Regions from separate parts of the Mus musculus genome. Here all the other regions are linked to region 1. The links are chromatin contacts, called in public Hi-C, HiChIP or PLAC-seq and promoter capture Hi-C maps. All regions are on one chromosome and are shown on one strand. Each heading gives the region's core, a stretch centred on a gene start, on an enhancer-like site or on the middle of the called end of the contact. The rest is flanking DNA. Distances are from core to core; before and after follow the strand shown.

Region 1 (3,949 bases), core at 924-3,423:
ATAGAGACCTTGTTTCAAAAACAACAACAGAAAACAAATAAAAGCAAAGAAAGAAAAAAAAAAGTATTTACTATCAAAGTTCTGCAGGGCTCTTAAAAAACAACCCAATTATGTACCAAATAAATCATCTTAATACATGAATACACACCCAGCTCAGGTGCCAGTGAGATGACACAGCAGGCACAGTGCTTGCAGCACAAGGCTAACTCCATGGGCTGGATACTTGGGACCCATGAAAAGGTTGGAGACTACTGACCTCACAACATTGCCCTCTGACCTCCAAGGGTGCGAGGTCTCTCTCAGACACACACACCACACCATACAAACACACACTAATACTAAAAGCACAGCTCCAGTTTTCAGTTCAAACTGTTGGGAACTTTGTAGCTACCTGATTTAGGTAAGGAATGAAATTTGTGGACACAGTGTTGGTCAGTCAAGCTCCTCTCTTCGCACAGCTGATGGCCATTGCTCCAAAATTTGTAGCAGTCTTCGTGTAATTGCATGGCATATTTGTGAAAGGCTGGACCTCGAGCATGCTGACTGTATACCCGAAGAGCCTGAGCAAGCTGATTCTTATGGACTGTCATGGTGTAATTATGCGGCAAGTTTGACTGGTAGGCACTATGAGCCATGGGTAAAGCTTTTTGGCACCGGTTTTCCGAGAATTTTGTGTCTATATCCAAAAACCCTTCTAAGACTTTAATACTGCTTAAAATCTTAGATGTTAGCTCCCCAGTGGGGGAGCCCAAGTCCTCTTCCTTCCCATCGATAGCCACTTCATACAACTTTGCTGCTGCAGAGATCCACTTCTGGTAAGTGGGCAGTTCAAAATGGGAAGGCTGTGGGTTCCTGCCCACACTGTCATCAAAACCTTTTTTGCTTAGGACCAGCTCCACGTGCTGCCACAGGAATTCTCGAAGAGTGAAATCCACTAGCTGGCCTGAAGAACTCGAGGTGCTGCTATCAATGTGGAAGGAGAGCTGTTGGCGGCTGTGCTGTCTCATCGCTTGGTACCGCCTAGGTCCAGAAAGGGGTGCGGGCACCAACAACGATTCTGGGTCTTTCACGGTACAATGGCTCCTAAGCTGGTCCAGCAACATGCCAATTGGGTCCTCCTCCTGGCTTCCGGGGACTATGTACACAAAAGCTTGGTTGGCAGGTACCGTAAAGAGGCAGTTGATACTCTGATTAGTCAAGACTCGACTCTTGCGAAAGATTCTATAGATCTGGTCCTCCAGGGCATGCTGCAGCCTTCTTTTGGGAGAGTGCTTCTTGGGTTTATCTGGATGAGCTGTATCCTGGCTCCGAGGCGGTTCCACCTTAAGGGCCCCATTGAGTTGAAAGAGGAAGAGGAGTCTAGGTGGGCAAGGTCGGCAGTTTAACTTCCAGTCTTTGCCAACTGGGCAATCCTTAATGGCTGTTTTGAGGAGGGGTAGTACTTTCTGTCTCAGTCCATCCAGGGCTCTGAATACACGATCATAAGTGATGTCAAAGGAACACGTCGGATGGACCAGGAGCAAGATATGACAGACAGAGAAGAGGTAAAGGAGGCTGAGACACTGTAACTTCTCCTGATGCTTCCAGAACTCGTGTGTTTCTGCATGAGGTAAAGAGAGGCCCCCTCCGGCTTCACCGCTCTGGAGGGCCCGACAAGCACGCAGAAGCTGTGAGTTGTCACAGATGGAAGTGAGAATAAGATACAGAACTTTGCTTTCCTGATTGTAATAGGCCTGCAAAAGACTGAAGTCCTGGGGACCTGGCTCAGCTCGGTTACCTTCCGCCGTAGCCATACCTCCGCGAAGTGAATCCCCGGCTGCAGCCCCGGGGTCTCCGGCTCCTCCCGCCTCTCCGACAGAGACAGCTTTGGTCTTGATTCCAGTTCCTGGATCTCCAGGATCCTGATGGTGAAAGAGTGGGAAAACCTGTCGATCGCACACAGTATTCACCAGAGAGAACTTCTCGGAGTTGAGGCGCAGAGCCGTCTTGCCGAAGATTCCCACCACGCAGATCTCATCCTCCCTCCACGGGGGCTCGGGCGTGCCAGCCGCGTTTCCCCCGCCTTCAGCGGAGGGGCCTCCAGGACTCTCAGAGCCCAGCCAGGCCGACGCCCCCATGAGCAGCTCGCGCAAGCTGACCGGCCCCGCCATGGCGGAGAAAGAGCTTCCTCTAGCGTTCTTCCGGTCCCTCGCTGATCCCAACCCACCCGGTCCTATTGTGAAATCCCTCCTCCGCCTGTTAGTCCTTGAGTTCCGGGTGTCTGTCCCTCCCCCCAACACTCCCTTCCACCCCTTTGCCTTTTCGTGTCCCTTGCAAGGTCTTAGCGCTACGTTTACTCAACTCGAGTTTAAGATATCGAAAGCTAGATTGGTTGCCGTTTCAGTTTTAAAGAATACGCCAAAACCCACAACAGTTCCAACTGATTCTTCTAACAGCTCAGCGTGGGTGGTTGATCATACTCTCACCTTTTCTGAAGACTGAGGCAGGAGAATTTCTTAATTTCTTTTTCTTTCTTTCTTTCTTTCTTTCTTTCTTTCTTTCTTTCTTTCTTCCTTCCTCCTTCCTCCTTTCCTCCCTCCCTCTCCTCTCTCTCTCCCTCTCCTTCCTTCCTAACTTCCTTCCTTCCTTCCTTCCTTCCTTTCTTCCTTTCCTCCTTTCTCCCCCATGCCCCCATTCTACCTCTTAAATGCTGCGATTAAAAGCATGCACCACTACCACCCAGCAAGGAAGAAGGATTCTTGAGCACAGCAGCTGTGCTAGCCTGATAACATACCAAGACCCTGTCTCCATAAAGAAAAGAAAACAAAAAAGAAAGGACAGGAGGGAGGAGCGAGAGCACCAAACACATTGTTGCACTTCTGTGATTCCAACATTCAGATATTGCTCTTACAGAGAAAAGGAGCTCTTGTTTTGCAGCACCCATGGCCTGCAAAACACACACACACACACACACACACACACACACACACACACACACTCCAAAATTAATCTTTAAGAAATAGAAGACGTGGAGGTGGAGAGCTACGTGTCTAGTATGCAGGAAGTCCTGTGTTCTATCCTCAGCACCAGTATAAACTGGGTATAGTGGCCCATGCTGCAAACCCAGCACTTGGGAGGTGCCAGAATGATTAGAAGTTCAAGATCATCCTGAGCTATGTCTCAAATTCAATGCCAGTCTGAACTGTAAGAAAACTGTAAGTCGTGGTGGCACGCTCCTTTAATCCCAGCACTCCGGAGGCAGAGGCAGGCGGATTTCTGAGTTCAAGGCCAACCTGGTCTACAGGACAGCCAGAGCTACACAGAGAAACTCTGTCTCGAAAAACCAAAAAATAAAAAAATCTGTTTCAAAACAAAAAGATAAACATCAACAAAAGAATTGTAGAAAATTCTAGGGAGGCAGAGGCAGGTGGATCTCTGAACTGAATTTGAGGCCAGCCTGGCCAACAGACTGAGTTCCAGGACAGCCAAGGCTACCCAGAGGAACTCTGTCTCAAACAAACAAACAAACCAATTGTGGAAAATTAATCTAATAATTTAGCATAGTGGAAATATGAATAAGTGTGCGTGTGTGTTGCTGGGGATCTAATTCATGTCTTTGTGAATGCTAGGCAAGTGCTCTACCACTGACTACATTTGTAATAGATTCTTTCTTTCTCCTTCTCCCTCCCCAACCCATTGTAGGTTCAATTGCCCTGGAACTCTTGTCCCTCCTGATTGGTCTATCTTCACACCCCAAGTGCTGGCATTACAGATGTATACCATCCATGCTTTTCACTTCTTACAATACTTATGGTTTTAAGCTAGACATAGAAGTAGGTCACTTAAGCCGAGTATGGTGGCACATGCCTTTAATCTCAGCACTCGGGATGCAGAGGCAGGCGAATTTCTGAGTTTGAGGCTAGCCTAGTCTACAAAGTGAGTTCCAGGACAGTTACAGTGAAACCCTGTC
Region 2 (3,949 bases), core at 742-3,241, 510 kb after region 1:
GAGTGGTTCTGCCATTTCCATCATACATAAGGGCCACCAAAGTCCCAGACTCAAGGGATTAGAATCTGGGGACACTTCTTCAATACAGTCAGACTCTTCCTATCAAACACCTTGCATTGATGATGTATGTGCCTGTTTCAGCTGCGGCGGATGCAGGAGATGTTACACAAAATCCAAAGACAGATGAAGGAGACTCACTAACTGGCTTTTGGACCTGAATATTTAAATCTCTTCTTCCTGCCTATGCCAGCCTCTATTCCCTGCATCAGCTCTGCTCAGGACCCCCCGCAGCTCCTACCAGTTCGCCTTATATCCCTGCTGACTTCTCAAGAGACTCAGAGGAAATAAACTAACCTATATGTGGCTTCAGGTGTCTCTGTATTTTTACCATTTCCTGGAAACATAGCTCCTATGACTAGTTTGAAAGGCTGATGGAAAGGGTACTGGTTTCTGGCTTTTAGTAGGAAACAGAAAGGGGGAAATTTCCCTTTCGCTTATAGAGTTCACTCAGCTTACAACATAGCTTGTCCTATTGACCATTTCTACTCTGGCTCCACTTTCTGAGCCTCAAGCCTCCATGTTTCCCGTATACAATACCTTCATTTTGTAGCTGCTCTTGGGAAAAACAAGGTATTAACTACCTGGCAACCTCTGATTTCCGCCTTTCCCCAGATTTGGGTAAATAGATATGCAGAATTAAGCTCCAAATTCCAGGAAGCTTGTGGTACAGTGCTGAACAAATTCTGAAGGTCCTGTAATTAGAGTGCTGGGACATAGGGAAAAACAAAATGCCATAGTCTCCAAGGAGCTCAGTATCACGCATGCGCTAGGTTAGACCCGGGTTCTAGACCCTGTAACTAAAACAGTGAACTCAGGAGAGATTTCTGTTTTCCTATGACTTAGTAACTGTAAGTACTTCAGAAACCAAGACGTGAGGACACTAGCCTAGGATCTCAGGGCCTAGACCCACTCCAGGACTCGGACTATCCGCCGAGAATAGGACTCTTTGCCACTTCAGTTTGGTTAGTAGTGGCGCGGATCACGGAGACCTCCAGCGTTACTGGTGACCTGCGTCCCGGTGCTGGCTCCAGGCGCTTCAGTCTTGTCCCTCTACCCCTTTTACAGACTAAGAAGCCGCAGCTAGCTAATGGCAGTCAGACCCAGTTTTTCTCTCTTGGCTGAGAGACTCTGGACTGGCGGCAATGCAGGTCTCGAAGGACGGCAAGGTTGGTCGGTCGTTAACAACCAGTCCAGATACGCAAAGGGAACCGCCAGCGCTGCCAGTCCGAGAGCTCCTTCCTCCCAGGCCTTCTAGGAGGGTCTTTCACGTTTTCCATTCCTGTGGCTTCAGCAGTTCCCGAACCCAGCTCTTCTCTTTCGCAGACAAAAAAAAAAAAAAAAAATCCAGGATTTTCTTTTCCATCGACCGGGCGACGAAACACGAGAGTGATGGAACCGAGAGTTTGGGAAGGGACCTTCCCCTTTCCTAGCCGGCATGCTACCCTTCCTTTCTCGCATTACTGGAGCAAAACAGAAACACCACTGGGTTAAAACGCTGAGCCACCGCGAGGTCATTTGCGAACTACCTCTCGGGCGGGGTCGTCACCGGAAGTGACTGCTACCATTCCCTGCAATGTCCCGCCCCCCAGTTGCGCTACCAGTAGGCGACGGGCGGCCGTACTTCCTGTCCCCGGAGCCCTAGGCTGCGACCCCTCTTACTCCTCTCCCATTGGCTGCCAGAGGGACGCGCTGTGATTTCCTATTGGTCGTGTCTGCTCTCTGGCGCCAAGCCTCCTCCCTCCGGGTACTGTCTGGTCTCCGGGTGCCGGATAGGTTACAAGCTGAGAGGGCGTCTGCCCACTGGACCAGTGAGCAGCGTGGAGAGTGAGGGCGGCGGCTGCGTGGTGAGGCAGGGCGGGACTTCGCGTGGCTATTGGCCAGGGCGGGTAGAGGCTAGAGATACGATTGGTTGGGGACAAGGGACCGTGGTGGGGTTCGAGCTGCGCGGCCTCAGCAGCTGCGGGAGACGGAAGTGGTGAGAGCGCGGCTTTGGAGGGTCGGGCGGACGCCGCCTGGGTGAGTCACTGTACCCCGTGCACTGCCAGCCTGGGAACCACAACGACCAAGTCCTGCCCGGCCCTCGCCGGCTCTCTTGAGTCCCGCCCTCTGTCATTTGGGGCTCCGCCTCCGAGGCCTTGGCCCCGCCCCTAAAACCTGGGCACCTGGATCTCCTGGCTGCTTAGCCCATCCTCCCCCACCCCCCACCCTAAGACCAGAGTCCCTAACTGTGAGAACCCTGGGCCTCCTAGGCCTGGTCCTTGTCGCTCCCTTCCTCTCTCTGTTTCTCAGGCCGCGAGCCAGGGAGCCGTGAGGCAGCACCTCCGGCTGGCCGCTTGCGGGCTCCCCCGTGAGGGAGGGAAGGTTGGTAGGATCACAATGGAGGCTTTAATCGCCGTAGCCTCCTATGGGGCTCTGCTGCACACCCCTCGAGCATACCAAACATGAAGGAGTGTCGGTGAAATTCAGACCTGGCTCCCTAAGTGGGCCCAGGAGGCCTTAACTTGAAATCCTTGTTAATTCGACCCATTTGACAGATGTTGTCTCCCAGGCCGGACTGGCCTAATTCTGCTCCTGTTGTGTGGCCTCCTCCCTCAAACCTTCACCTACTTGGTCTCAAGTATGCTCAGCAGGACCGGGCCAACCCTGCTGCTCTTTTATCACAGGTTGTGGTCCTCTCCCTCTTGTCCTCTGCTCTGGACTCTGCCCCCAGTAACAGGTCAGGTGGGTGCTACTCCTAGACTCAGAGACTGGCCGAACTGCCCTGTGGATTCATGCCCCTACCAGGGCCAAAAGTGAGTCCCAGTTGGGCAGTCTTTGTCTCTTCAGAGTTGGAATTTCTTCTCTTTTGTAGAGAGCAGGGTTTGGAGTGCTCTACTGCTGGGTGTGGGGATCAGAACGTTTGAGTTCTGCTGAGTAAGCTAGGATGATACTTAGCCTTGCTCAGGAACTTTTGTGGTGGAATTCTCACCGGGCAGGGTCACTTGTTGCTTCTTCCATTGCCTGACTGGTGTGGTGACTTTTTGAGACGCCGGATCCTCTGTGGTGGAGGAAAATGAGTTGCAGAGAAGTTCAGGGGTAGACCCGTGTGACAATCGTTGATTCTATGGTGATGTTAATGACCGTGCACTTTCCTCTTGTGTTCTGTCTCCTTTAGTGACGAGCAGGAGCAGGCAGCCAGGACCCTCGCCAAGGTAGAATGGTGAGTAGCTCCTTTTCCCTCATACCACTGTGTGTCTCATCCTCCAGTCTGACTCAGGGAAGCTGCCCCACCTCTCTTGGCCCTAGTGCCCCTGGTTACTCTGTTCACTTCCTAAACAGGCTCATTTGCCCTGATGCTTTTTTTTTTTTTTTTTTTTGGATGGGCAGTGTTGTTTTGAGACAGGTTCTTGCTGTAGAGTTTTGGTTAGCCTGGTACTAGACATGTAGCCCATGCCAGCCTTGAACTTGTGGGCAATCCCTCTTTCTCCCTCCATCTCCTAAGTGTTAAGATTGCAGGTGAATGCAGTGTGGGGCCTTGTACATGATAGGCAAGTACTCTAACACTGAGCTATGTATCTAGCTTATGGTTTCTTAGGATTGAAAAAAATATATATCGGGCACTATATAGCACTGGGCTCAGCAGCTTGTAGTTTTTCTCGGTGTTAGGCCGTCCCTTCTAACAAACCGCTATATCGCCTCTTACTTGGATCCCCGGTTAAAACTATGCATATTCTGGTTTAAGAAAACAAGTCTTTCTTATCTGAGATTCCTGAACTTCAGGGCGTGGTGGCACAGGCTTCTAATCACATCAGTTGGGGACAGAGAAAGGTGATTCTCAGTGACGTCAGCCAAGTCTTATGTAGTGAGTTCCAGAAAAGACTCCATGGTTTTTTGGTTTTGTGTTTAAATA
Region 3 (3,949 bases), core at 836-3,335, 460 kb before region 1:
CTCCCATGAGGGCTTAGCAATTAGAGCAGGGAGAGGGCTTGCATTTATTAGCAGTATGGTACTGATATAAAAATCATCCAGCAAAAACACAGAGCCAGATATAGCCTGACAGTCCAAGTTTCAATGAAAGGGAACTTTCTAGAACATTTTACAAAAGGTGTTTGAAATACTAAACCTACAAAGCAACCATCTGTAAACCAGCTAACAAGGGTAACATAATGCTTACCCACTGTTCACTTCTGTTCATACCGTAAACAGGTGTGGAGAAGAAAAGAACAAAGCAAACACAAAACAAAACCATTCTACTCCAATTTCCAAAGCAAACTAAGAAGAAAACCTTAAATATTACTTACTGTGCTTTCTTACTGACTGGGTTGTATTAACCTCTTAGTTTTATTTGAAAATCAGATGGTTTCAATTAGAATTGCTTCATCATTAAAACAAACAGAATTTTAAAAAAATTAAATTTCACAGAAGACTTTTCCTTGTGTGTTGTTGACTCTTTAAACATAACAGGTATTATTAAAATTAAATGTTAACTGAAAAAAATTAAATTTATCTTGTGAGTTAAGGAGTACGGGAGAACATAATTTTATATGTCTAGAAAACTAGACATTTTCTAGTCTCTCCAGAACGTTTTCTTCAATGTGTATTTTGTTGTAAAAAGATAAGCAGGAGAAAATCAGCACCCATGTTGGGCTTGTGATTTCAATTCCAACTCCAACATTCTCTTCTGGCATTCTCCAGCACTTCAACCCATGTGTGTACACATATGCATAAATAAATAATAAAATAAGCCTGACTGAAGATGACAAGGTTAAATCAGAAATGAGCATACAAGTCTTGCATGGTGGTGGTAAACGCCTGTAATCTTGGCATAGGACTAAATGAGCCAAGTTTCAGAAGCCAAAACAAGGGCTAGTGAGATCCACTCGGTGTGTCAGAGTGTACAAGCGCTTGCCGCACAAACCTCATCATAGGAGCTCAGCATCAGAATCCCACTGTGGACTGAGAGTTGTCCTCTCAGTGCCACCCACTGAGGCATAAACTGCCATACAGAAAAGAGCAGGACTCAGGAATAGACTAGGAGCAGACAGACAGCCTTCCTTCCCAGTGACCATCCATTCTGAGACTTGCATCAAGCCACAACTATCTTTCAAGTTCCATTAATGCTATACAACTGAATAGAAGAAGAGTCAGAAAACCAAGAAACAGTCAAATCTGGGAATGGGAGTGGCCAAAGGACAATTTAGTATTAAGAAAAAGTTTCTTGAGACAACAAAAGAAGCCATGAAAAATTCTAAGTCAATGTTGAGTGTTCAAATGACAACTACTGAACATTAATTTTTTTAGATTTTATTTCGTGTGTATGGATGCTTTGCCTGCATGCATGTCTGAGTGCCATATATGCACCAGGTGCCTCTGTTGGCTCTCCCTGGAACTGGAGTTAGACAGCTGTGACCTGACATGTGGGTCCCTCTGTGACAGCAGCAAGTGCTTCATCACTAAGCCATCTCTCTATGCCCCACTAGACAGTTTAAGTATTACCTTTCTTTCTTCCTTCTGTACTCAAACTTAACTATCCCAATAGTTGAGATATTCTATAATGGATTCTCATTAAAAGACCACTTAAGGAAGAGATGGCTCATCTGTTAAGAATACTGGCTGCTCTCCCCCTGGCAGAAGGTCTAGGCTCAATTTTCAGCACCCACTTAGTAGCTCACAACCATCTATGATTCGAGTTCAGGAGTTCCAACAACTTCTTCTGAGCTCTTCACAAATACGGTACACATACACACATGCAGGCAAATTCACACACTTAAAATAAAAATAAAGATGTTAAGCAACAAAATCCTGAATGTCACTGGCTGTGTGTGGTTGGTGGGATCTGAAAGGAGATCTACATGACAAGACCTCGAATGAGCCTAGAATGAACATTTCTAATACTTAATGCAAATAAGCAAAAGATCCTGAGAGGAGGAAGCTTTTCCCAGGAACTGACACAACACAAACCATATCGTTGCTGCAAAGCTTAATGCAAACCCTCTAGAGTCCACGTTGACAAATTCTTCAACAAGCCCTGTGGTTACAGGGAAGCTGGTTTCACTCTGACTCACGCCTGCTCAAACAGTTTACTGGAAATGAAGAGGAGGGGGAATTTTCAGAGAAGTCATGTGATGGCCAGACAAACCACAACCAGCAAAGGGTTCAAAAGAGTCAAAAACAGGTCCCAGCAACAAATGACATTAAAAACATATGAAAATGACCCCTGTTTAGTTTCAGATCATCTATACTATACCATGAGCTCTTTCATAAAATCTTTGTATGAAAAAGAACAGATACTTCATAGGGGGAAAACCCAGCAGGCACTGACTGACCTGGCATATCCAACTGCTAACACTCACAGGAAAATGTGCTCAACAAACAGAACATAAATGGAATGCTGAAGCACTTTGGTTGAGTGTCTAAGTGACCATTATCAAATGCTTTCCCATAATCGCCAAACTCAAATGATGAAACAAATGTTCTATCATTATCAACAAAGGTCAAAAGAATCCTTCATTTATACCTTGTTCTTTGAAAGGAAAAATGTCTTTCATTGTCTAAAATGAAAAGGCACAGGTCATGAGAGTTTGTCAAAACAAATGATAAGTTTTGGTTTTAAGATTGGTTTTTGTCCCCCCCCCACTAATGCAAATAAATTGAAATTTCTGAAAGAATAAAAATCTTACTAGGTAAAATCTGTTTAGCCTTAAATTTATATATGCTTAGTATGAGCATTTAGTTTTAATATATAAAGTACAAATGTTGATTAATTTAAATACTGCTAGCTTAAAGAGAATTCTCTTGAAATAAGACAAATAAAAAAACCTATAAACTAGTCTTTGTTTATTTAAGAATTATTTATTTTATGTATATGAGTACATTGTTGCTCTCTTCAAACACACCAGAAGAGGGCACCGGATCCTATTACAGATGGTTGTGAGCCACCACGTGGATGTTGGGAATTGAACTCAGGACCTCTGGAAGAGCAGCCAGTGCTCTTATCCACTGAGCCATCTCTCCAGCCCCCTAAACTAGTCTTTAAAGAGATAAGTAGTTTACCTAGTCTGGGTTAGTGGCACAGGCATCTAATCCCAGCTGCTTGGCAGGCTGAGTCAGGTAGATAGTTGGGACAACTCAGCAAAACCAAACCAAACTCAAAATGAAGCACAAGGACTGGCAATACAGTTTAGTGGTAAAAATGTACCAAGCCTCAGGTTCACTCCAGGGCAGGGAGAAGTAAAGACTCACAAGTGATACCCAGTAGAAAAGACAAGGAAACTAGAACAAATATGGAGAAACAAAATAGCATTCTACTAAAAGGTGAAGTTAGACTTTCACATTTCTGATTCTGATAGCAAGAATACAAAACAACACAGTAGTGTTTATTATCAAAACAAATAATAAGACAGCAAACTTTACAAAGTCACCAACTCAGCACTAAAGAATATGCAAATGGTAGATCATTCTGACAGATAGTATTAGGCAATCTAGTAGATAGCAATTTTATCCAAAACATATTCTTCTAAGTAAATATGGGCAGCATTCCTATTGTATCAGTTATACACACAAAAACAACACAAAATAACAGGGTTAGGCCCCCATTCTATATCCTCTGTGGTGTCCAACAAAATAATCACTGAATATATCAAGAAAATGAGCTACCTCATGTTTCAGACTCTACCTTGCACAGGCTAGGCAACTGCTCTACCAGTGAGTATAACCCTTACCCTCTAACACATCTGCACAATTTCCCCTGTCTTTGGTTATACAGCATAGAGAACCAACAAATTACTGTAAGAATTTCCATGTGTCCTCAATTTTAGCGATTGGGTTGGGATAGTGATGAAAAGTAGGACCCTGGAGCATGCTTAAGCATACTATCAATAAGCCACGAAAGTTGTTT
Region 4 (3,949 bases), core at 778-3,277, 430 kb before region 1:
TGTGTGTGTGTGTTTGTGTGTGTGTGTGTGAGAGAGTATAAATACTCCTAGGAAGACACACTGACAGTCTTACAGTCAAGGCCGCTGTCTTAAAACTGATAAAACATTCCTAAACACTGGCATGCTTCCCCAGCATCTGTAATGTCAACTCATAGCTAAATCTATCATCTACATACAGAAGTCAAGGGAGATCCCAAGGGCAAAATTTCCAATTAGTTTTGTCTGGAAAACTCAGGCCAAAGGTACTAAAGCCGAGGCGTGCTCTGATTCACTGGGAAACCATGTTCGCCTCACTCTTCACTGACGAACAGAAGGACCGTGCTGGTCTGGAATGTGATCACTAGGGATGTCTGGGAGACAAAGGGTTGTCTGCATGACTGCAACCTTTCTTTCTTCCTTGTTTAAAGTCTGACTTTTGGGAGACTTTAGAAGCCACACAGGAATTCTACTCCCCCGAAGTTAAAAACAGTTGCTTTTCTCACCAGTCAGAAAACAACTTACTTAAGGTTCTGACCTACAGAAAGGACTGCTAGATGGGTGGAATATAGAACTACTCACTGCAAATAGACACCAAAAAGCTGACCTATTCCTTTATTTCTTCTTTTTTTAAAATTTCTTTTTAAAAATTCTATTTATAAGGATATTTTGTTCACATTGGATGTCTGTGCCCAAAGAAGCCAGGAAGTTCCTGGGAATTAACTGATTTACAGGTAGTTGTGGCCCAGATGCAATGTGGGCACTGGTCCTTTGGAAGAGCAGCCACTCCTTTTAACCACTGAGCCATCTTCTCCAGCCCCCCAGACCTGTTCTTTAGATTCTCTTTGTCAAGTCACAAGCTAGCACTTCCCTGCTCTTCTCTATAGAAAGCAGCATGGTTTGTCTAAACCCAAAGGCCTGGGCATTAGTTAATGTGAGTGGCAGGTCTTTAAATCTGTTAGACTTAAACAAAGTATAATTAGAATTCTGCCTTATCTTCCTAATGTAACAAAGTGTTTAAAAATAAAACAATGGCTGTGGCACCTAGGGCAAGAATATATTATTATATGTTAAAAGTACACATCTGCTGGCCAAAACAAAAGTAAACTCTAACATTAATTAGCCCATGAACCTTCTGGAAGCAAGTGAATTCTACCAGATTAGTATTCTTAATATAAAGAAATACTTGGGGCTGGAGAGATGGCTCAGTAGTTAAGAGCACTGACTGCTCTTCCAGAGGTTCTGAGTTCAAATCCCAGCAACCACATGGTGGCTCACAACCATCTATAATGAAATCAGATGCCCTCTTCTGGTGTGTCTGAAGGCAGCTACAGTGTACTCACATATAATAAATTAATAAATCTAAAAAAAAAAAAAAGAAGAAGAAATACTTTGTTTCTCCTTTAAAATCAGTAAAATTGGTTTTAAAGATTTACAAATAACTGTGTATCACTTTCAGTACAGTATGATGTTTTAGTATACATTATACACTATACAATGTAAACTATATACATCAATAAGCTAACAATTTTTAGGTGACCCATCACCTCAAATGTTTATCAGTAAGCCTGAGAGGGCAGGCCTGGTAGCACACCCTTTACTCTCAACATTCAGCTGGCCAAGGCGGGGAATCACTCACTGTGAGTTTGAGATCAACCTGGTCAAGCTGCTATAGTGAGCTCCAGGCCAGCCAATGCCAAAGAGTGAGACCCCCACAAAACAAAGAAAACACTAACAAACCCTAACTGACCTTCCTCTTTCTTTTCTGAGGTTGGGCTTGAAGCCGGGCCGTTGAGCATGCTAGGGAAGTGCTCTGCCACTGACCTCCATCTTCTAAGCAAATTTTGATCATGAGTTGACCTAAGTATTCCGAACAAATGGACTACATATTTAGGTAGAGAGCTATGCAAGTTGTTTAACATAGTCTTTGAAGCTTTCTTTTAAGCACACAATTATAAATAGTGACTTAAGGGCAGGAAGCTATCCAGTCTGTATAAACCCCTATGTCCTGGAGACCTTGGTTTCTGCTTTTGATGTGGTGACGCTCATGAGTTAATAGATGAGTCACTCCTTGGGGAGAGAGAGGGAGAGGAGCTACCATTCCCTCCCTCATCAACCAAAGGCCAACAGGCATTTTTTTTTTTCCTAAAAAGAGGCTGCTAATCTTCCAGGATGAGCTCTGACTCAAAGTGATCATGCCACAGTCACCGTGCCTACAGAAGTCAGTATCAGTGACACCACAACCCAATTTGGGGTAATTTCTTCCTTCTTTGTACTCAAAGATTCACAGATGAGCACTGACGCAATCATCAGAGTTAGAAAAAGTAGCGAAGAGGAAGCTGGCAGGTTAGCTCTGAGACAATCACCACCATCATGGCATTAACAGCACAGTTACGGAAACTATTTCTCCGCTTCACTTTACCACATCTCAGTGATAGTTCCCAAATATTTACTTCCAGCAATAAGGAATCAAGAGCCAAAAGGGCCCAGAAATATCTGTACCTAAGGAAACACAGCTTAGAGCAGCACAGACAACTATCAGGCACTACCCACAGCAATGTTTAAACACGAGAAGACAATCAACATGCCAGATTTTAAAAAGGTACAATTTCTGCTCCACTTTAAAATAAAATAATCCAAACTTAAGAGTAAAACAGGCATCTGGGCAGCAAATATTATACATATTTGTTGTGTTTAACTTATAACAAAGGTAAGGTATTTTGTTGAAACGATCATATTAAGAAAATGTCTCTTAAGGAGGAATTTTCAAAGGACAACACAATTTGGTTACAATTTCTAATAAAGCTTGGTCAATTTTATACTATAATCCAATAGTTCCAAATCCTACCTTCACATTGCTTTTAGAAGGGAGAATGCTAATGCTCCAGGCATTTTTCTACTTTGATCCCAAGTGTGAAAAAAGAAATCCTAGTGAATTAGGCTAAAAATAACATTTGTCTGTAAGGGTAGGTATCCCAAAGGCCCAGTGTAGAAACTGAGCTTTGAAAAATCTCTCTGCAGGAAAATGCTCCCCCTAGTGTCAAAAACTGTCTATACACCACACAATGGAAGCCTGCCAATGCAATTATAGCTTTTGCTGCTGTTGTGATCGGGGCTCATGAAACCCAGGTTAATCAACTTTAGAACTTATGTAGGTGAGGGTAGCCTTCAACTCCGTATTTTACCTTTAACGTGCTGAGATTATAGGTGTGGGTCACCACACTCAGCTTTCTTATTTAGATGTAAGACTTTAAACCTTAATTTTGCTCACTCCTCCCCCATACTCTGAGAATGGGTTTCTCTGAGTAGCCCTGGCTGTTCTGGAACTCACTCTCTAGACCAGGCCGGCTTCAAACTCAGAGATTCACCTACTTCTGCCTCTAGAGTGCTGGGATTAAAGGCATGTGCTACCATCACCCAGCAGGCATTTTCTCTTTTTTATTTTATTTTTGAGATTCACTAAGCAGCCAAGGCTGGTGAGAATAGCTAAGGGTGGACTGTGGATGTAGTCAGTAGTAGAAAATTTGGCAAGCATGTTCGAGGCTGTTAGTTTAATCTTTAGCACTGAGAAGAAAACAAAGGCATAACACACATATTGAAAATGATCACTTGTTTTAAACAAGGAGCTGAGAAGCCAGAGATCGCCTCAGACTGTGTTGGCACAGTCTGAGGACTTGAGTTGACTCACAGGACCCATGGGAGAAGCTGGACACAGCTCTTTACATTTAGAATGCCAGCACTCCTATGGGGAACGGGAGGTGGAAGCAGGAGAATTTGCTGGAAGCTCAAGTATGCAACACAGCCACACAAACAACAAAATCCTGTCTCAAAAACAGTAAAACATAAAAAAAGGAGAGAACTGACAGCAAACATGTCCTACGACTTTCACATATGCACACATGCACTGAAACGCAAACCCTTAAGTGTCTCTGGTCTTTTTCTCTTTTATACTCTCTCTTCTTCAAAACAAAAA
Region 5 (3,949 bases), core at 424-2,923, 370 kb before region 1:
ACCACATGGTGGCTCACAACCATCCGTAACAAGATCTGACTCCCTCTTCTGGAGTGTCTGAAGACAGCTACAGTGTACTTACAGATAATAAATAAATAAATCTTTAAAAAAAAAAAAAAAAAAAGAAAATATAAGATAATCTCATCATTTTGACTATTTTGTTACATAAAATCCCTGTGGGTTTGGCTATCAGACCCCAGTTAAATTCAAAAGAATAAATATCAGATGATACAGCTGTAAACTACCTCCAAGTGATAATAGGTAGAGGCAAGACATGCAAATTCCATGTAATAATGGTTTTGTGCTCAATCTACAATTCTCCCAAAAAACAAAAGTTAAAAAATGTCATGTGTGACAGTGGACAAGTGGTACTCTCTGAGTTTAAGAATTTTTCTCATCTTTCATTGATAGATAGCTACAAATTTTTACTTTTCCCCATAAAATAACTGGTATGAGAATAATGTTAACAAGCAAAGTTAAACAAATTAAAAACCCTTACTATTCTCTAGCTTAGCATTCTTTAGGACATTATTCTTCACTCCAGCCAGAGGCAGCCTTTATTCTCTCCAACTGAATTCATGTGTCACAAAGTCAATTTATCTTGATCCCACTTGGTTTATAAATTATACATTAACACTTCATTTCTGGATTCAGACAGATGTGATGCTAGAAGTAAATCTAGATGTTTCCTTAACCTACAATAAAGGATCTTGAAAATGATGCCAAAGATAAACTGAAAAATACAAGCATCTAAGGCAGAGGCTGGAAGATGGCTCAGTAGGTAAAGACGTTTATATGGAGACTAACATTCTGAGTTCTAGACGCAGTAACTACATGATGCAAAGATAGAACTGACTCCCAAGAGTTGACCTCTGACCTCCATGCAATGGCCTGGGCACAGAAACATCATCACAAACATCAACACAAAATGAAAACATAAATAAATGTTAAAAAAAATTGAAGAGTAAAATATAAGAAACCTAAGCCAAGAATGATGCCTTCTGGAAGATGCTGGTTTTACCACATACCAAGGCCAGCCTAGACACTGCAAAGTGAGACTATCTCAAAAAAAATAGGAAAGATGATTCAAAGAGTAAGGGCACTTGTGCCAAATGTGAAGATCTGAGTTTGACCCCTGGGCCTTCCATGATACAAGGAGAGAGCTAGCTCTTATGCACATTGTTCTCCCCAGACAAAAATTTTCAAGGCAGTAGAAAGACAAAATCAATAACTGTGCCTTAAAAAAAAAATAAAGGAATCAAAGCCTTTTATGGACTAGAGGCCATCTACTTCCTGTTGTACATATTAATAATGTACACATTACAGGTATGTGTCACCACCTGGGGAAAGAGCTGAATATTCTAAAATGTCATCAAGAACAACTTTAAACTGTGTTTTTCTTAAACCAGCCCTAGTGACACACATCTTTAATCCCAGCACTCAAGAGGCAGGGGCAGGCAGATCTCCAGCCTGGTCTATATACTGAATTCTAGAACAGCCAGGGCTACAGAGTGAGACCCTGTAACAAAAGAAAAAAGAGAAAAGAGAAAAAAGAAATGTGTCTTTTGATTTTTTTTTTTTTAAAAAAAGGAAGTTCTTTGAAAATGAAACTGTTTTTCCTTCTTTTTAAACAGATGGTCGTTCTTAGGTACTACTTACTAATTTCCTTCCTTATTTCTTGAGAAACCACAGAGTATTAAGTTTAGAAAAAATAACCCAGCACAGAATTTGAGAATGCTAAGATTTTCAAATGTAAGAAAAATATTCTCAAGCCCGACTCAACCCTTGTAGAACTGCTTAAGTCAATCAGAAGCACGTAACTTAAAGCCACTTACCTTGAGAAAATTCTTGACTCGCTCGGGATCATAGCAGTTGCTTTCTCTGCAGATTCTTTCCACTTCTTTGATTTGCCCAGTCTTGCAAGCCGCCTGAATATATTTAAAGTGCACATCTGGGTCCTGACTAAAGTTAACAATGGACCCCAGAAAATAAAAGAGACCTTAAAGAAACAAAAGTAACTGAGATTAAGGAACATAGGCAGGTTTTGTTTGTTTGCTTGCTTGCTTGCTTGCTCTAAGACAAGGTCTCACTGTGAAGCCCTGGTCTCTTCATGGAGTCCTGGCTGTCCTGATTTTGCTGTATAAGCCAGACAGACTGGTCACAAAATCAGAGATCCTCCTGTCTCTGACTCCAAAGTGCTGAGATTAAAAGCATGTACCATCAAGCCTGGCTATACTTTTGAGAATGAAAGAACTAAAAATTAAGCAATTACAAGTCATGATTACAGAAAAGGTTCCTAGTAAGTTGGCTGTTTTAAAAGTTCAGTAAGAATACACATTAATCCAGAAGCCACTTGAACAAATCAGGTATAAATTTCAGTCCCTACACAACAGGAAATTCTGTTTAAAAGTATCTTTCTGTGTTTTAGTGTTTTTGAGAGGATTTGTCGTATAGTTCAGGCTGTCCTTGAATCTATCATAAACCTGTCTCATTTTTCTGAGTGGCCACTCTGCCTGGCTCGGAAGTTTTCAAATAGTAAAGGACAGCGCCTCAATAGCAAAGCAAATGTTTATACCACATTTCATGAGACACTTTAAATCAAGTATCACATACCAGATAGCTTTGCATAAAACTTTCAAAAATTTAGTGTAGAGCTGTCCATAAGAACTTTCTGGAGTGATGACCTATATCATCTGCCTTAGACACTAACCTCCCATGGCTCACCTCAAGCGTAGCTAGACTAACTCTAGAAACTTTCAATTATATTTTAATTATTTAATTGAATTTTAAATAGCTGGGCTAATGAAGCACAAAACCCCCTTAGGAGAAATGTTCACTATTGCAAGAGTCAGAGCGGTGCTTTTAATATTACTGTAATTAGTCGTCAGTATTTTAATATTATGCAGCTAACACAAGACAATAAATTTCTTAACCCAAATTTCTGCCTTTAGTTCATAAAATACCCAAGCAGGTGTTCTTCTACACTGTATACCTCAAGGATCCCATGACATGAGGGGTCCTAGAGAAGACATGTCCCATAAAAGTGTTTTTCAGAAGATAATTTCGAACTGCCTGATTAATTATAAGTGTCTCTCTTATATCAATTCTGACATTCCTAATTACCTTCAAAACTCTTGAATGATTCAAAGAGCTCAATCAGAGACTGAGTTGACAGCTGTTCGTGATATTTAGAAGCCACCTGAACACAGATCTGTAGATTTTGACGAATATTAGCTGACAGCATGGCTCTGAGGCATTCTAGGGAATCTTCAACTGATAAGGACCCAAAGTAATTCACTAACCACTAGAGGGAAAAAAAAAATTAATAATTACTATCACCCAGTATAAACAATAAACACACTGACTAATCACAACTAACAGGTAAGAAACAAATACCTCAGGGTTAAGAAGATGGGTATGAACAACTGCACGTTTTATGTCATATAAATCGGTGAAGTGTTCTAATGCACGCTGCAGCAGGCCCGCCTTCTCACACAGCTGGGCGATATGAGCCCGGTCATAGTGGGTGAACATCTGATTCCCGAGAATGGCATCTGCAACCTAGAAAACCACAGACAGGACAAGGCCGTGTTTCCTTCTCCTTTACTTCAGCATACACCAACACCCAGAAAATACACTGAGACTGAATAGTGAATAAATAACATGAAAGTATGAAGTACAAAGAATACTAGCTAAATTTTCTTAGGAAATAAGCATCTCAAAACTCTGAGTGACAACTTGTAAACATTGGCACAATGGACCAGAACAGGATCGGAAGCAAGATTAAAAAGCATGACAACTCTGCTGGACACATTTTTTGTCAACTTGAAAGTGGGAACATCTTGGAAGTGGGAACCTCAAATTTGAAAATGGCTCTAACAGACTACTTACAGGCAAGCCTGTGGGGTCTTTTCTTGACTAATGATGGGGAGTGGGGAAAGCCCACCAG
Region 6 (3,949 bases), core at 755-3,254, 320 kb after region 1:
ACTGTATGCTTCTTGGTTTCCTGACTACAAACTCACAGCAGAATATTCTGTTTGTTACATTAAGTCCACCCGTAAGCAGGGAACGTCCTATTTTACCATAACTGTGTTTTTCCAACACCTGGTACACCACAAACTTCTGTCGTCTTCATTAGGGGTATTCCACCCCCAAGAATGTTATCGAGTGCTGAACAGAAGGTGATTATGAAGCCCTGGGTATGCTCTTGCTCGAGAAGTTCCAGTGCTGTGCACTTCTCGTTTGCCACAGATGTACCGGCACATCTTGGTTTATTTGTGAGACATTCTCTTCTTAGAATTTGTAGAGTTTCCAAGGCTTCCTCTTTAGATATCCCAACTTCTATAAATAAAATAAGAAAAAGAAAACCTGACATTAGAGAATTAAAAGTATAACTCAGAGCCTGGCATGGGGGCCCATGCCTTTAATGCCAGCACTAGGAAATCAGGCAGGCCAGCATGGTCTACAGATCGAGTTCCAGGACAGTCAGGACTACACTGAGAAACCTTTTTCTTTCCTTTTCTCTCTCTCTCTTTTTTAAAAAGATTTATTTTTATTTTATATACGTGAGTACATGTAGCTGTCTTCAGACACACCAGAAGGGGGCATCGGATACCATTACAGATGGTTGTGAGCCACTATGTGGTTGCTGGGAATTGAACGCAGGACCTCGGGAAGAGCAGTCAGTGCTCTTAACCGCTGAGCCATCTCTCCAGCCCCCAAACCTTTTCTTGAAACAAACAAAAGTCTAACACAGAAATGAATTATCCAATTATTTAGTTATTTAGCAGTTGGGGAATCAAAACCAGGGCCTTGGGCATACATAGCTAGTTAGTGCTCTACCCATTCTGCTACTACTCTGTTAGCATCATCGCTGGGATGTAAAATTAGACTAGGGGTATAGCTCTGTGGTAGTGTTTAACATTGGCAAAGCCATGAGTTCAATACACAACACTTAAACAAAAATCAAACCAGATTCCATTCTGTCCTCTTTGATCACCATCAAAGAGATGTGCATAGTATTACTGGCACAGTGGGTGACTACAACGAAGTTTGGATTTGTGAACATTAAGGATGCAGTGGTCCCCACTTTGGTTTTTTTGTTTTGTTTTTTGAGACTGGGTTTCTCTGTGTAGCCCTGGCTGTCCTAGAACTCACTCTGTAGACCAGGCTAGCCTCGAACTCAGAAATTCACCTGCCTCTGCCTCCCAAGTGCTGGGATTAAAGGCGTGCGCCACCACTGCCCGGTTGTGATTCCCACTTATCTGTAACCTAAAGAACTCTGAGAAAAGTCGGGGGCCAGGGCGGGGGGGGGGGGGAGGCAGTATTCCTGTGAATCACGAACGTCTTTCTAGAGCTTTCTCCTGGTCTAAGGGAATGTTCTATTGCTTTTCTCACTGAAATATCTCTAGTCCTTCTCTAATCCTTTATTTTTCAACTTCAATTCCCCCCCCCCGCCCCCCAGGATCTTTGACCAAGGAGAATTACATGGCTTGTGATTGTTTCCCAACCCAGTTTATCATGAAACCTCAAGATGAGAAGTCGGTTCTTTCATCTACAGATTGGACACCCTGGTCCAAGAGGAGCCTTCCTTAAACCATTAAGTGAGGCACTCCTCAAAGCATCCAGCGAGCACGGAGAAAGCAATCAGTAAACGTTGCTCCACACAGTTCCAAGCTCAAGAGAATTTCAGCGGTGTCAAAAGATCGGCTTGGCGGAGGCGGCGGAACGAAGACGGAGGCGGCGCCAAGCGGCCGCGGTGCATCAGCTGGCAGCTGGGAGTCGTTACCTTTGCTGAGCTCGGAGGGCTTCACCTCTAGGACGTCCTCCGCCGTCTGAAACCCCGCAGCCACCAGCTTCCCGCGCACCGCTGGAGACAGCGGATAACCCACCAACTCCCGCTGCATTTTTTTTTTTTTTTTTTTTTTTTTTGAGAGCTCGGCGGCTACGCACGCAGTGACGTAGAGCAAGAGGCGCGAAAGCGCTGGAAACCCAAACCCCGCCCTCCCGCGGGGGAGGGTCAGTGGCGTGACGTCACACGCGCGGCGTAAGGGGCGGGGCTCGCGCGGCCTAGACTCACGAGGCCTTGCTGCTGCTGAGGAAATCCCACACACTGGTTTCATGTAAGGTTGTCTTCTAGTTTCACTCGTCCGAGTCACGTTTCGGATATAGCCTGACAGTGAACACAAAAACAAAAAAAGAGGCCGGAGACGCGGAGACGGTAGCCAGGCCAAGTGAACCCTGTACAGCATATTTCCTCACCATGCTCTGCCCTCTTTCACGGGTTCCTCAAGAATCCATCCTCCTGGATGGAAGTTGTAGTAGACGCAGCAACCAGAAACTGACCAGTTGGCAGTTTCCTGCTGTGAAAAATTCAAAAAACCCTTGTAGGAGGTCTGTTGTGTGTCCCCTGACCCTTGCCAGGCGACCCCTTGCTTTTCCCGCCCTCGCGGGGGATTGTGGGCCAGCCTCCCACTTTGGGGGGCTGCGGTAGGGAGTGGTTGGCGCCCACGCGCGCGTCCACGCACTCGCCCGCTCACGCACGCACGCACAGCTTCCGGTGGGTGACCCCGGGACTCCGGAGCTCCCTCAGAGTGTGGCGGTTTCTGAGCATTCATGTCGGCAGGCCTGCCTAGAGTAAGAAGTAGCTGGAAAAGTAAGCTATCGTGTCCTTGTCGTCTCGTGGTCTAGCCTGGGCCTCTGGTGTCCCGAGGGAGGAGCTGGACCTCTTTAGTAGAGTTGACCGGGGATGTTGACGGAGCGGGAGTGACTGCTTCCACATCAGAACTTTTGGGGAGATTGGCAGTTTGGAAGGTGGCTTTAAAGGCCCAAGAAATACGGAAGATGATATAAAAAAAAAGTGTGTCGTGCCGGGCAGTGGTGGCAGCACGCCTTTAATCCCAGCAGTCGGGAGGCAGAGGCAGGCGGATTTCTGAGTTCGAGGACAGCATGGTCTACAGAGTGAGTTTCAGGACAGCCAGAGCTACAAAACAAAACCAAAAAAAGTGTGTCATACCTACCTCACATTTCAAAAAAAAAAAAAAATCTAGCATTTTTTTTGAAGACAGCATCTAAACTTTCTAAATTATGGGATATAGGAATACGCGACTCTCCCTGCTTTTGCACTACTTATTGACAACAACTTCTTCTTTCTTTTTTTCTTTTCTTTTTGGTTTTTCGATACAGGGTTTCTCTATGTAGCCCTGGCTGTCCTGAAACTCACTCTGTAGATCAGGCTGGCCTCGAACTCAGAAATCTGCCTGCCTCTGCCTCTTGAGTGCTGGGATCAAAGGTGTGCGACACCACACCGGGTTCTTTTCTTTTCTTTTTTTAACTTGTGGGTTTTCAAGACAACCTCTTTGTGTAGGTTTCTTTCGTGGCTCTCCCAAAACTGACTCTGTAGAGCAGGCTCTCCTCGAAGTCACAGAGATTCATCTGCCTCTGCCTCCTGAGTACTGGGATTAGAAAGGCCAGCGACCTCCCCACCCCCACCCCCTACCCCCAAAAAAAGCCGGGCAGTGGTGGTGCACGCCTTTAATCCCAGCCCTTGGGAGGCAGAGGCAGGTGGATTTCTGAGTTTGAGGTCAGCCAGGGCTACACAGAGAAACCCCGTCTGGAACCCCCCACCCCCAAAACAAAAGAAAGGTCAGTGCCACCAATGCTCAGCTAAAGCAACGACTCTTTATTATTACATTTCTTTTGTGTTTGTGTGTGACACACAGGCCACATTACTAGACTGGAGGTGAGAGAAATTGGTTCTCGGCTTCCCCCATGTGGTATTGGGGACAGATGGAATTGAGGCTGTCAGGCTTGGCAACCAGGCCCTTTACCTGCTGTACTACCTTTCCCCTCCCTGCCAGTGATTCTTAGCCTGGACTTTTATTCAGGAATTGAAGCTTTAAATACTCCAAATCAGTCATTCAAGTACTAAGGAAG

Evidence for each region. Promoter capture Hi-C pulls out the DNA fragments that hold promoters and counts their contacts. A called contact is a pair of places that touch in the nucleus more often than the background predicts. HiChIP or PLAC-seq counts read pairs in DNA pulled down with a chosen protein or histone mark.
Region 2: a contact with region 1 is called in a promoter capture Hi-C map of liver, with 2.2 times the contacts expected there. The contact joins the promoter of Mtmr4 here to the promoter of Smg8 in region 1. A contact is called at or near these places in 2 of 39 promoter capture datasets (liver and pre-B cells), 3 of 115 datasets of contacts at active chromatin or transcription factors (astrocytes, bone marrow-derived dendritic cells and memory CD8 T cells) and 2 of 9 other capture datasets (adipose tissue and liver).
Region 3: a promoter capture Hi-C map of pre-B cells shows a contact between it and region 1, with 2.9 times the contacts expected there. The contact joins the enhancer-like site here to the promoter of Smg8 in region 1. A contact is called at or near these places in 4 of 39 promoter capture datasets (the C10 cell line, embryonic stem cells, hippocampal neurons and 1 more), 1 of 484 Hi-C or Micro-C datasets (B cells), 4 of 115 datasets of contacts at active chromatin or transcription factors (bone marrow-derived macrophages, embryonic forebrain, embryonic limb bud and 1 more) and 1 of 9 other capture datasets (macrophages).
Region 4: a contact with region 1 is called in a FOXA1 HiChIP or PLAC-seq map of pancreatic cancer cells. The contact joins the enhancer-like site here to the promoter of Smg8 in region 1. A contact is called at or near these places in 9 of 39 promoter capture datasets (the 3T3-L1 cell line, the HPC-7 cell line, cranial neural crest and 5 more), 7 of 115 datasets of contacts at active chromatin or transcription factors (the 230-238 cell line, bone marrow-derived macrophages, embryonic hindbrain and 4 more) and 2 of 9 other capture datasets (macrophages and pancreatic islet).
Region 5: a contact with region 1 is called in a Hi-C map of B cells, with 21 read pairs. The contact joins the enhancer-like site here to the promoter of Smg8 in region 1. A contact is called at or near these places in 12 of 39 promoter capture datasets (the C10 cell line, the SN4741 cell line, cranial neural crest and 8 more), 15 of 484 Hi-C or Micro-C datasets (B cells, CD8 T cells, embryonic stem cells and 5 more), 16 of 115 datasets of contacts at active chromatin or transcription factors (the 230-238 cell line, the SCID.adh cell line, astrocytes and 11 more) and 4 of 9 other capture datasets (adipose tissue, embryonic stem cells, macrophages and 1 more).
Region 6: a contact with region 1 is called in an H3K4me3 HiChIP or PLAC-seq map of the SCID.adh cell line, with 11 read pairs. The contact joins the promoter of Rad51c here to the promoter of Smg8 in region 1. A contact is called at or near these places in 2 of 39 promoter capture datasets (hippocampal neurons and pre-B cells), 1 of 15 datasets of contacts at CTCF or cohesin (the NIH/3T3 cell line), 2 of 484 Hi-C or Micro-C datasets (both in embryonic stem cells), 5 of 115 datasets of contacts at active chromatin or transcription factors (the SCID.adh cell line, bone marrow-derived macrophages, large pre-B cells and 2 more) and 3 of 9 other capture datasets (adipose tissue, liver and pancreatic islet).

What each region holds. Positions count from the first base shown.
Region 1 is chr11:87,084,604-87,088,552 of GRCm38.p6, forward strand. It overlaps Smg8 (smg-8 homolog, nonsense mediated mRNA decay factor (C. elegans)), which reads right to left and starts at 2,174. Exons shown (of 4, transcript NM_024262.1): 1 at 392-2,174. The coding sequence starts at 2,150.
Region 2 is chr11:87,590,175-87,594,123 of GRCm38.p6, forward strand. It overlaps Mtmr4 (myotubularin related protein 4), which reads left to right and starts at 1,992. Exons shown (of 19, transcript NM_133215.2): 1 at 1,992-2,076; 2 at 3,215-3,259. The coding sequence starts at 3,257. Septin4 (septin 4) reads left to right here. Exons shown (of 14, transcript NM_001368775.1): 14 at 142-369.
Region 3 is chr11:86,622,361-86,626,309 of GRCm38.p6, forward strand. The region is part of intron 7 of Vmp1 (vacuole membrane protein 1); the gene reads right to left. Among named protein-coding and RNA genes, the nearest start is that of Gm51914, 11 kb to the left of the region's middle. Within about 2 kb of position 2,086, at least 161 of the 459 cell types and tissues checked have an H3K27ac peak or open chromatin away from gene starts, as enhancers often do. A contact at or near this core is called in B cells, bone marrow-derived macrophages, pancreatic cancer cells and 1 more, where this site is marked.
Region 4 is chr11:86,650,629-86,654,577 of GRCm38.p6, forward strand. All of the region lies in intron 5 of Vmp1 (vacuole membrane protein 1), which reads right to left. Among named protein-coding and RNA genes, the nearest start is that of Vmp1, 31 kb to the right of the region's middle. Within about 2 kb of position 2,028, at least 136 of the 459 cell types and tissues checked have an H3K27ac peak or open chromatin away from gene starts, as enhancers often do. A contact at or near this core is called in the 230-238 cell line, the HPC-7 cell line, bone marrow-derived macrophages and 2 more, where this site is marked.
Region 5 is chr11:86,716,063-86,720,011 of GRCm38.p6, forward strand. It overlaps Cltc (clathrin, heavy polypeptide (Hc)), which reads right to left. Exons shown (of 32, transcript NM_001003908.2): 12 at 3,397-3,561; 13 at 3,124-3,304; 14 at 1,836-1,999. Among named protein-coding and RNA genes, the nearest start is that of Ptrh2, 34 kb to the left of the region's middle. Within about 2 kb of position 1,674, at least 39 of the 459 cell types and tissues checked have an H3K27ac peak or open chromatin away from gene starts, as enhancers often do. A contact at or near this core is called in B cells, bone marrow-derived macrophages, germinal center B cells and 3 more, where this site is marked.
Region 6 is chr11:87,402,502-87,406,450 of GRCm38.p6, forward strand. Rad51c (RAD51 paralog C) reads right to left here and starts at 2,005. Exons shown (of 9, transcript NM_053269.4): 1 at 1,803-2,005; 2 at 97-355. The coding sequence starts at 1,920. Tex14 (testis expressed gene 14) reads left to right here and starts at 2,564. Exons shown (of 31, transcript NM_031386.2): 1 at 2,564-2,669.